Regions from separate parts of the Mus musculus genome. Here region 2 is linked to region 1. The links are chromatin contacts, called in public Hi-C maps. All regions are on one chromosome and are shown on one strand. The core of a region is the stretch at or near the end of the contact, and the rest is flanking DNA. Distances in the headings are between cores, read along the strand shown.

Evidence for each region. Hi-C and Micro-C count contacts between places; a contact is called where the count stands out from the background.
Region 2: a Hi-C map of cerebellar granule neurons shows a contact between it and region 1, with 3 times the contacts expected there. The contact joins two enhancer-like sites. A contact is called at or near these places in 4 of 484 Hi-C or Micro-C datasets (brain, cerebellar granule neurons and cerebellum).

Annotation. Positions count from the first base shown.
Region 1 is chr8:44,040,233-44,045,266 of GRCm38.p6, reverse strand. No RefSeq gene overlaps it. Among named protein-coding and RNA genes, the nearest start is that of Gm45488, 340 kb to the right of the region's middle. Within about 2 kb of position 2,431, at least 1 of the 459 cell types and tissues checked has an H3K27ac peak or open chromatin away from gene starts, as enhancers often do. A contact at or near this core is called in cerebellar granule neurons, where this site is marked.
Region 2 is chr8:44,689,369-44,694,402 of GRCm38.p6, reverse strand. No RefSeq gene overlaps it. Among named protein-coding and RNA genes, the nearest start is that of Gm30397, 74 kb to the left of the region's middle. Within about 2 kb of position 1,897, at least 8 of the 459 cell types and tissues checked have an H3K27ac peak or open chromatin away from gene starts, as enhancers often do. A contact at or near this core is called in cerebellar granule neurons, where this site is marked.

The DNA of each region.
Region 1 (5,034 bases), core at 1,182-3,681:
AAAGAGGCATTTGTGACAACTAAATGATGTCTTTTTTTCCAACGGTTAAATAAAAGTCCTCAGCCTAGCTTTACTGCGCTAACCTGGGTTGTAAAATTGTCTTTGAAGAAATTACTACAGTAGGGACATTGAAGAAAAATAAAAAGCTATGTACTCATCTTCAAGTATTAAAGCTTTCATGGTGATATGACAACATCCAAAACATTTGAAAACATAAAAGGAGATGATACCAGTATGGACTACTAAGGACACAGCAGACAGAAGATAACAAAGAAAGTTGTGTCTGAAATACTTCTAGGAGAATCTTAACAAATTCAGACCTCAGGAGATTTTTTTTTAATTCGTTAGGAAGAGAGCTAGTGATTTATGTATACTATTTGGAGGAATGATAGTATCAATAGAAACACTGAATGAATCTTCATTTTAAGAAGAGAGATGGAGAAAAGAGCTAGGGTCAGGCCAAACCTCCCTTCTTTTTTTTTTTTTAACTTTATTTTTAATTTTTTTTTAATTAGGTATTTTCTTCATTTACATTTCCAATGCTATCCCAAAAGTCCCCCAATACCCTCTCCCAACTCCCCTCACCCCCCCACTCCCACTTTTTGGCCCTGGTGTTCCCCTGTCAAAACAATCATCCATCCTGACCAAGTAGGTTTCATTCCAGGGATGCAGGGATGGCTTAATATACGGAAATCCATCAACATAATCCACTATATAAACAAACTCAAAGATGAAAACCACATGATCATCTCGTTGGATGTGGAGAAAGCATTTGACAAAATCCAAGATCCATTCATGATAAAAGTCTTGGAAAGATCAGGAATTCAAGGCCCATACCTAACCATGATAAAAGCAGTCTACAGCAAACCAGTAGCCAACATCAAAGTAAATGGTGAGAAGCTGGAAGCAATCCCACTAAAATCAGGGAGTAGATAAGGCTGCCCACTTTCTCCATACCTATTCAATATAGTACTTGAAGTCGTAGCCAGAGCAATTCGAAAACAAAAGGAGATCAAGGGGATACAAATTGGAAAGGAAGAAGTCAAAATATCACTTTTTGCAGATGATATGATAATATATATAAGTGACCCTAAAAATTCCACCAGAGAACTCCTAAACCTGATAAACAGCTTCAGTGAAGTAGCTGGATATAAAATTAACTCAAACGAGTCAATGGCCTTTCTCTACACAAAGGATAAACAGGCTGAGGAAGAAATTAGGGAAACAACACCCTTCTCAATAGTCACATATAATATAAAATACCTTGGCATGACTCTAGCCAAACCTCCCTTCTTATACACATAAATCAAGACTTAAACTCTAAAGTTGATACATTGGGAAGAAGTCTTTTATTTAGAATTACAATAGGGATTACAAGAGAATTTAAAAGATAGCTCCAGAAGTTGATTTGGATTTTTAAAAGAATTATAGAAAGTCTGTTACTTTTTCTGTTGAGTCTTTATTCATTTAAAAACAAATGCCCATATTGTTATAATACATACATGAACACAATGCTCAATTATAAGGGTATGGGGTTAGAAAACATTTGTTTCAAAGGTGGTCTTACAGTTTTAGCAGTATGCTCTTGAATACATTGCTAAGAGTACATGTAAAACACTTATTGTATGACTTTGTTAAACATGCATACTTTTGCATTTCTAAGAACACACAGGATCTGAAAACCATGTCTTAATAATGTACATTACAAATGCTTTTATGTGAAGAAGCAGATGGAAAATATTTTAGATTTTGGTGGTAATGAGGAAAAAAAATGAAGATTTACATGTGTATATGCACAAAAAGGGAGAAATATTTTTACAAATTTTTATTTGCCCAAACTCAATATATAATATAGAAGTTAGCTACAATATTTGTTATACAGATATGCTGAGAGAACTGTTACTATATCATTTTACATGAGGAAGAGGAGAATGGTAAAATTGTGCTTAGTTGGGGTCCAAGTCCATGTATCTTTGCATCAACTCCATTGAAAATGTGCATCTGTGGAGACAAATTCATTTGTAGGCCATAAAAATGAAAAAGCAAGCGATGCACAAGCTTTAGCCCATACAAGGTTTAACCCATGGGTTTATCGTTTGCTGGCAATGGCTCAGTACAGTCTCCCTCTAGGTAGCTGGAACCTGAACTGAGAGTTTGCCTCTATTGATGGTCCAAATGTTCAAAATTTTCTCAGGTTATTGTAGAACAAATATGTTATTAAATAAAATAAAAATAAATCTGCAGTAAAAAAGACAATATAAATATAGCACATACTTATTATTAAACTCAATAAGCATAAAATTAATCTTGTTAAGTTACTGTGAGTGCTTCTAAACATCAATTTTCCATTTCATAGTTATCTCCTGGCAAAATGATGGCCAGGACTGACAGCTTGATAGTAAGTAGTTCATCCCATTTTCAAATCTGTGGGCATATTTTTCATCACCACGACTCCTCGTCTCCTCCAATTGAACCACATATGGGTTCATTTCCTCTGCAGACCTAATTGGCAAGATTTCTGATCTAAGGTGGTGGAGAGAAATATCACACACATCAACAGATTGTCTAGGACCTGTTCTCATCTTTTACTTGTGAATTTGTTCATTTGGTACACACCCTTGGAAAGAGCACCGGGATTGAGCCCGTTACCTAGTTTCATCGGGTCAAATCACATCGTTCTGAACATGTTTTATAGCAGTCATCCTACAGAATTTGATGCTGTGAAATGGCATTTATCGTTAACGGCGTGTCTTACTGATGGAACTCTAGTACATCATCCTTACAATTGCTTATTTCATATTTAACCAACACTCAGAGTTCAATTGAATAGAAATATGCTTTATTCTCTACCGAAATGACTCAATTACTGTATTCAGAAGTTTCCACAAATGTTGCAGGTACTAATAGAATACATATTTAAATTCATATCCTGAAGTCATGCTCATCTAACTATGTTAGCTTAAAATGCAATAGTTTAAAAAAATTCATTTTTGGTGGTATTATTCCCAAGTGCAAGCTGTAAATTTCTTTGAAGAAGCATCTTTTACATTTTTAAACACATTTTCCATCAGCTTTTGCTTTGTAAGAATAAAAGCAGAGCAGAGGTACAGCAGGCTCTTAATTAACTTAAGAGAAAGAAGTTAAAAGTGTTCCCTCTCTCTTTGTGGGTTACAGAACTACATTCTTGAGTGGGAAATGAAAGATTTACAATATTTTCAACACAGCAACTTTTAATGAGATGCATCTGCCTTGTCTGGTGCAAGCATGCCTCCAGGGGTTCTGAGAACCAAGACAGAAGCATTTCTGGCTGTTTTACTTAATGCCTTACCAGAAAAGTTCCTATAAAGGGTTTTCAGTTTTAGGATTATCTTACATTACTGTTTTGAGCTGTGAACTCATCTTACCTGTGTACCTTTTGAGTCATACATACAACCAGAATCAACCAAAGGCTGATATGTCCACTCTCTACCTAAGTATGTGGAATCTATTTGGTGAGCTATTTTCTCCAAATTCCTTCTGCCCTTCATTAAAAAAAAAATGTATAAGATGACTATTGCAAAGTAAAATTCTGATCTATAACTCTTAAGATTCTAGTTTGTACTGGGCAGTGGTAGTGCACGCCTTTAATCCGAGCACTTGGGAGGCAGAAGCATGTGGATTTCTGAGTTCAAGGCCAGCCTGGTCTACAGAGTAAGTTCCAGGATAGCCAGGGCTATGCAGAGAAACCCTGTCTCAAAACAAACAAACAAACAAACAAACAAACAAACAAACAAACAAAAATTGTAGTTTGCTCATAGGGCTGGGAAGATGGCTCAGTCAGTATGTTTTGCCATGTAAGCATGAGGTCCTGGGCTTGTATCTCCAACATCCAAGTAAATAGCCAGTTTAATAGGGCACATCTATAATCCTAAAGATGGAAACAAGAGGATCCCTGGACACTGCTGGACAACTAGTCTTGTTGTACTAGTAAGTATCAGGTTCAAAAAGAGACCTTGTCCCTAAAACAAAGTAAGCAAACACAAGTGGAAGATACATAATGATCCATCTCTCCCTTTGAGCTGAGGACCAAATCCAGGGACTTGTGCTTGCTAGGTAGACATTCTACCACTGAGTTAAATCTCCAATCTCTAGACATGTAACATTATGCAACATTAACTTCTGGCCTCCACATTCATGTACAAGTGTGATGGACAGCAGATCAACACACGTAATACCAAACCTATGGAAATTTTAAAAAGAAAGAAAGAAAATGAAAGTAAGCAAACTATCCCGTCCCGCGGGATTCAGTTATTCGTGGGTGCGAGGGGGACCGCAAACCTGGAAGGAAATGGGAGTAAAAGAAAGAAGAGTCGGAGGACCAAGTAGATTGAACCTATCAAGGTCTCGTTTATTAGGCTGAGGTGCCTTCTTTTTAAAGCATACATCGCGGGGAATATGGGAGGGGTCGAGGGAGAATTATACAAAGAACAAAGAAGTGGGCATCTGCTGACATGGGGGCCAAAGTCAGGCGCCAGGCAGCAGGCACTTTGCATCTTATCTCGGGAACCTTGATCCTCCTCAAAAGCCTTGGGAGTCAAGCTGGGCTCAGGCATAGCTCATGTCTTTGGATGTCATGGGAACTCAGGAAGAGATAGGGGAGAGGGGACTGTTATTCAAATCTTGCAGCCTTAGGTGTTAGGAAGAGTACAAGGAGGAAAGGGGGGTGGCAACCAGCTCTTAGTACAAGGCCCTTTGATTTGTTAAGGAGATTGTGAAGGGCTCACTTTCTCACGGGATGGTCTCTGACAGCAAACAACATCAAATCTCTAGCTAAGTACATAGCTTGGTGATGAATGGTAGTAGATCACTTACCTAGCATGCTCAGCCACTACTGTTGCAAAAACTAGGTGAATAAAATAAAACCCAAGAAGCTAATTGACCTTGTGTACATTGTTGCTAAGGGTCTGCCATAAAATGAAATACTCTCTATATACACTATATATTGCACTGGGCAGTATTGGCACATGCCTTTAATCCCAGCAATTCCATTTCTGC
Region 2 (5,034 bases), core at 648-3,147, 650 kb before region 1:
AGAAGCAAGGCTTATTCTGGGTCTTAGCACGTGGTTCTGAACGAGATTTAAATACCGCACTGATGCACCTGCTGGCCTAATAGACATCCAGTGCGTTCTAGGATCGGAAGGCTTAAAGCCCTCCTTGCTAAATCAAGACAATCAGAAACTCCATTTGAAGTATTTGGGGGAGAGCCGGGGAATGCTAGGATGAACAGGCAGTGTCTATTTTTATGTAAATTCTGTATTCCTATCTTCTTTTTAGACCCCTCTAGGTATAGCCTGCAGAAAATGAGAATATAGCCTGCTCAATTATTACAGCTCTAGGGAGAGTCCCTGCAGGAAGGGAAACATCTCCAACTGGTTCTTGGCTTACATGTATTAGTGATACTTTGTGGCTCCTTAGGACATATATAACTGTAATATAGTCTTACTTCGCCTGTTACAACACCCATATGGGGCTACACTTGTAACTTCTTAGGAGGATCCAGGGGGTCACACTTAGTAACTACATCTTTGAATAGCTGTTGAACATCTCTGTGCCTTAATGTTTAAACCTGTAAACAGGGTGCAGAAGTGTAATCGAGTTCCTTGTGAAACTCTTTTTGTTTGTTTTCTTGGAATTGCAGTGCACTGTTAGACCTGACATGTAGCATGGAAAGTTATCAGCAGTTAAAATGCTGACTCTTCCTAGTCTGTATGTTTTTAATCATCGCAGAGGCAGCTTGAGTTGTCATCTTTCCTCCTTTGGCTTTCTATCTTCTCTCAGGCTGCTTTATAAGACGCTCCATGTGCATTTCTAAGCCTGTGGTTTCTGTTCCCATTGAAGGACCACAGGAACGTGGGCTAAGATGCAGATTCCCTGGAGCTGCCTTCAGCAATTCTAACTCTGGGTTTATGGTAAGGCCCAGAAGTACATGGTTAAAACAATTTTCAGGTACTTTTGGTCCAGGTACTCGGACTGATCAGGTAGAAAGTCCAGGGTTGTGAAGTGCGCTGTATCCATCTGAGCCTTTGTTTGATCATCAAGCTTTTACTTATCAAATAACCAACTGTGTGGGAGGCATTAATCTAGGATCTGTACATACAGTTGAGGACAGACATGGACTGTTTCCTCAAAGGCCTCTCAAAGGCTGATGAAGATGCAGAGCAGTTAAGTTCATTTATATACCTTCAGAGCCAGGCAGAGGTGACTTTAAAGGCACACATTACCCAGCCCTTAACAGTCATGTTCTTTCTATAGTATTTATTTTATTCTATTTGTTTTAAAATCAATGTTACTATGAACATTTTATACCTGTACATGTGGGAAGCTTTCTCATGGAACAATATTAGAGAGTTTTGAGTCCTCCAGTGTAGATGATTATCAAGCTTATTAGACACTGCTAAATTGTTTCTTAAGCAATTTGGATTAATCTCGATGCTCACCAACAGAATATACAACCTGCTACTATGACATACTCCTGCAGTATTTTGCTTGGCAGTGAAAGAATGAATCCCTTGTGATATAAAGGGAATGGCTAAATAGGCAGAATGCTAGGGAATTTACAGAGATCTTCAGAGAGTGACTGGGTCACCTATCCCTTTACATTTCCGAACGCCTTGCAGAACGTAGAAGTGTTTCAATACAGTCACTCTTACCAAGAATGACTGTGTTAAGTCATCTGCCCCAAAACAGACACGATTTCGATCTATCCCTAGGACTTTTGTGTGAGTTTCCAGTGTTGGCTTTATGTCTGAAGAGCATAATGTGACCCTCATAAATAATAAGGTCAGAAGTCGAGTTAGTGTAGAGAAGTTCTATATGCAAAAAAAAAAAAGACTGCTTTTAAATATAGTAAAATCTGAGCTGCGTCATTATTTAGGAGAGTCAGGATGCAGAGCAGCTGTGGCTGTCTAACGTAGCAGGTGCAGGTCCTCAGTCGGTCTCCATAGTGCAAGCAAATTTAGGTCACTGGGAAGGCAGCTCTTGCTGTTCCTGTCAGGCTTTAAGCATCTGAAAAATGATACTGTGTTTGTTCCCTGGGAAAGCAAAGCCTTCAAGGGACCTTCAAAGGATGCAGAAAACTCACTAAGTTCAAGAAGCCTTCGGAGAGGAAGATGTCAGAAGGGGTGTATGTGTCCTTTCCTGCTCCAACTTTCAAAGGGAGTTGGCATCTCAATGCTGGCTACTAGACGGTGACATTTTGTGGTGATTCCCTGCTGTTTCCTCCAGAAAGCCACCAACATACTGGGTAGACTTCATGACCGAGCTAATCAGAGACTGAAGTCAGCGTTCTGAGTTCATTACATTAGGTATCTGCAAAGGAATGATGAAAGTGACATCATGATGCAGTCAGTGCTCATACAGGAATGAGGACTGGCCTTGGATCCTGGGAACCCATGGAAGAGCTGGGTACAGCAGCAGTGTGCTCTTGTATTTCCAAGTACGCACTTGTACTTGTATTTGGGGAGAAGGAGACACAGCAAATCTGGGCCTTCCTGGCTATCTATTCTAGCATATAAATGAGTTCTTGGTCAGTGTGAAGCCCTGATATAAACACACACACACACACACACACACACACACACACACACACACAAACACACACACATACACACACACATATCACGAAGATGGAAACCACCAAACTTCCTTTTAGGAAAAAAAAATTCCATTCAATTAAAAAAAAATTCCTATTGCTTTTCTGTCATGCTTCCAGCAGTGAAGTGGACATGCAGGGAAGACAGGGAAAGAGACATGATATTTACTTCTAGAAATTTCCAGCTGGTCAGACCTTTGCCTTGAAAATGGAATAAAGGCAAGTAGAAAATCATGTGCCTTGTCAAATCGAACTCTTTCCTCACTCCAGTTTGCTTGCAAAAAAAAAAAAAAAAAAAAAAAAAAAAAGATAGCTTGCAAGTTTAACATCAGTGAATTCCAGTCAAAGACAGGCAGCAGCGAGAACTGCAGGCACTTCTCCTGATGTAGTTTGCCAACGAAAACTGGGAAGGTGTAGCACAGAGAGCCATTTTACCCGTGTAGAAAAGCAAGGCCTCTCACATCAAAGAGATGGCTATCTTCGGGAAAGCCTTGCTTGCTTCTGTATATTTGGCAATACGGTGGATTTGAACTGGACTAGTGTCAGCCCCGGGGGTGAAAAATGGAACCGGCTGAGTCTATCTGGAAGCAAATACTCCACAGATGGAGAGGGAAGTGGGAGGTTAGCTCAGACCACTTGATTTTAATTAAGCAGCTTTCATTTTTTTTTTTCTGTGTGTGTGTGAACTTGGAAAAGAAAAAGCAAGCAGAACTGATAAAGTCCATGTGACACTGGATCAGTTTCCTCACCACCTAGATAAACAAGAGCACGTCTCTTAGGGGCAAGGCAAAGGACCTACCTTGCAATTCCTTTGCCTGAGGAGGCATGTGTTCTTACTGCTGGGGATGTGTGGGGAGTATTTGAGAGGAATAGACTCAGAGAAGGAGCCTCTATTCATTTTTGGCATATGTCTGTAGAATATGTAGCAGTGATATCTTCTATTTAAAGATGTTTGACAGGACACCCGAGAGAGAGGAGGGAGCGTGGCTTTTGTGGTTAGAAGAACAGATGGACTGATGGGGCAGCTCCCGCCCTGCTTCCACAAGCAGCTCCAACACTCTCCATTAACATTTAGGATGAAGCCACCCAGAAAGACCAGGAAGCCTGAAGAAGGAACCCCGCCAGCCTCCAGGTGTACACAGGCCCAGGAGCAAACTACTTCATTGCCCAAAACTAAGGTTGACTCCAGGGTCTCTTTTTGAACCCTCAGAGAGAAGTATTCAACCATTCCTTCTGCCATCTCCATTCCTACCTCCAAACTTGATACCACCTGCTACCTCCTGTCCTTAAGCCCAGCCCTTTCTTGCTTAGAACTGATTATCCAGAAAATCTAGTAGCGGTCATTGTTGGACTTTTAATATTGGACATATGCTGGATAGGTCATTTCTCCACAGGGAGTGATTTTTACCTCTCAGGGGACATGTGGCAGCATCTGTGACTATTTTAGGTTGTCAAGACAGGGCAGGAGCACCGCAAACACATGTATGTATGTAATATACAACATTTCTACAGAATATCGCTCTCAGATTGTCAGCAGCATTGAATCTGAGCAACTACAATTTTAAGTGAAGATCTGATATTTTGGCTGAGGAAAGTTGGAAGGGTTGAGTGGAGTCGCAGCACGCTGCACTGGCGGATATAATTCTGGGAGTTTTGCTTTAAGCCATTTTTCGTTGGCTTTTAAGTAGAGTTTGTAGACCTTTTTTTTTTTTTTTTGGCACTCAGATCCTTATAGTCCTAATTGTTAGTCTTCTTATGAAGTGTGGCAGCTCACACATCAGAATCTCATCCTTGTCAGCTGTGATCTTTGAGGCAGACATAAGGGATTTCCTACGAGTCTTGGAATCTCCGTCTCCTGGTTTTGGCAGGTGGGAGGAATCTCATTGTCTAATGATCACTTTTGCCTCAGAGGAAGTGGCAGGCAGAGTGAGAAATAGTGGCATATTTCACACTCCTCATTGTTGGAACATTCTCCTTTATTTTGTTAAATTTTCATTAAATAACTCCCATGTGTTACATTATTAATAATGTGAACCTGTTTGTTAGGTAAAGTAAATTTAAAGAAGAATAGATTTTTATTTGAAACTTGCGGAATGTTCTACACTTTATTGACATACATCTTTCTTCATCACGGCCCAGGGTAAGCATTGTTTCTGGGGCAGGTGGCACTCAGGCTTCTTTTGCTGTTCTGTACTCCATCACCTCAGGTATGGCAGAGAATTTAGTGCAGATGCCCAAATATTAGCTGACCTCGAATCTATGGTACATCCAGTGCTAAAAGATCTTGGATGTGTGTGTGTTTGTGTGTTTGTGTGTGTGTATGTGTGTGTGTGAGTGTGTGACTTGTACTGAACATACAGATATTTACATCTATGCTAAACATATTTAATATGTTTAGTTACATGTATGTATTTAAAATCTCATATTTAAATGATACACCAATTGAGCAGTATTTATGTTTCCCTTTCAGCGG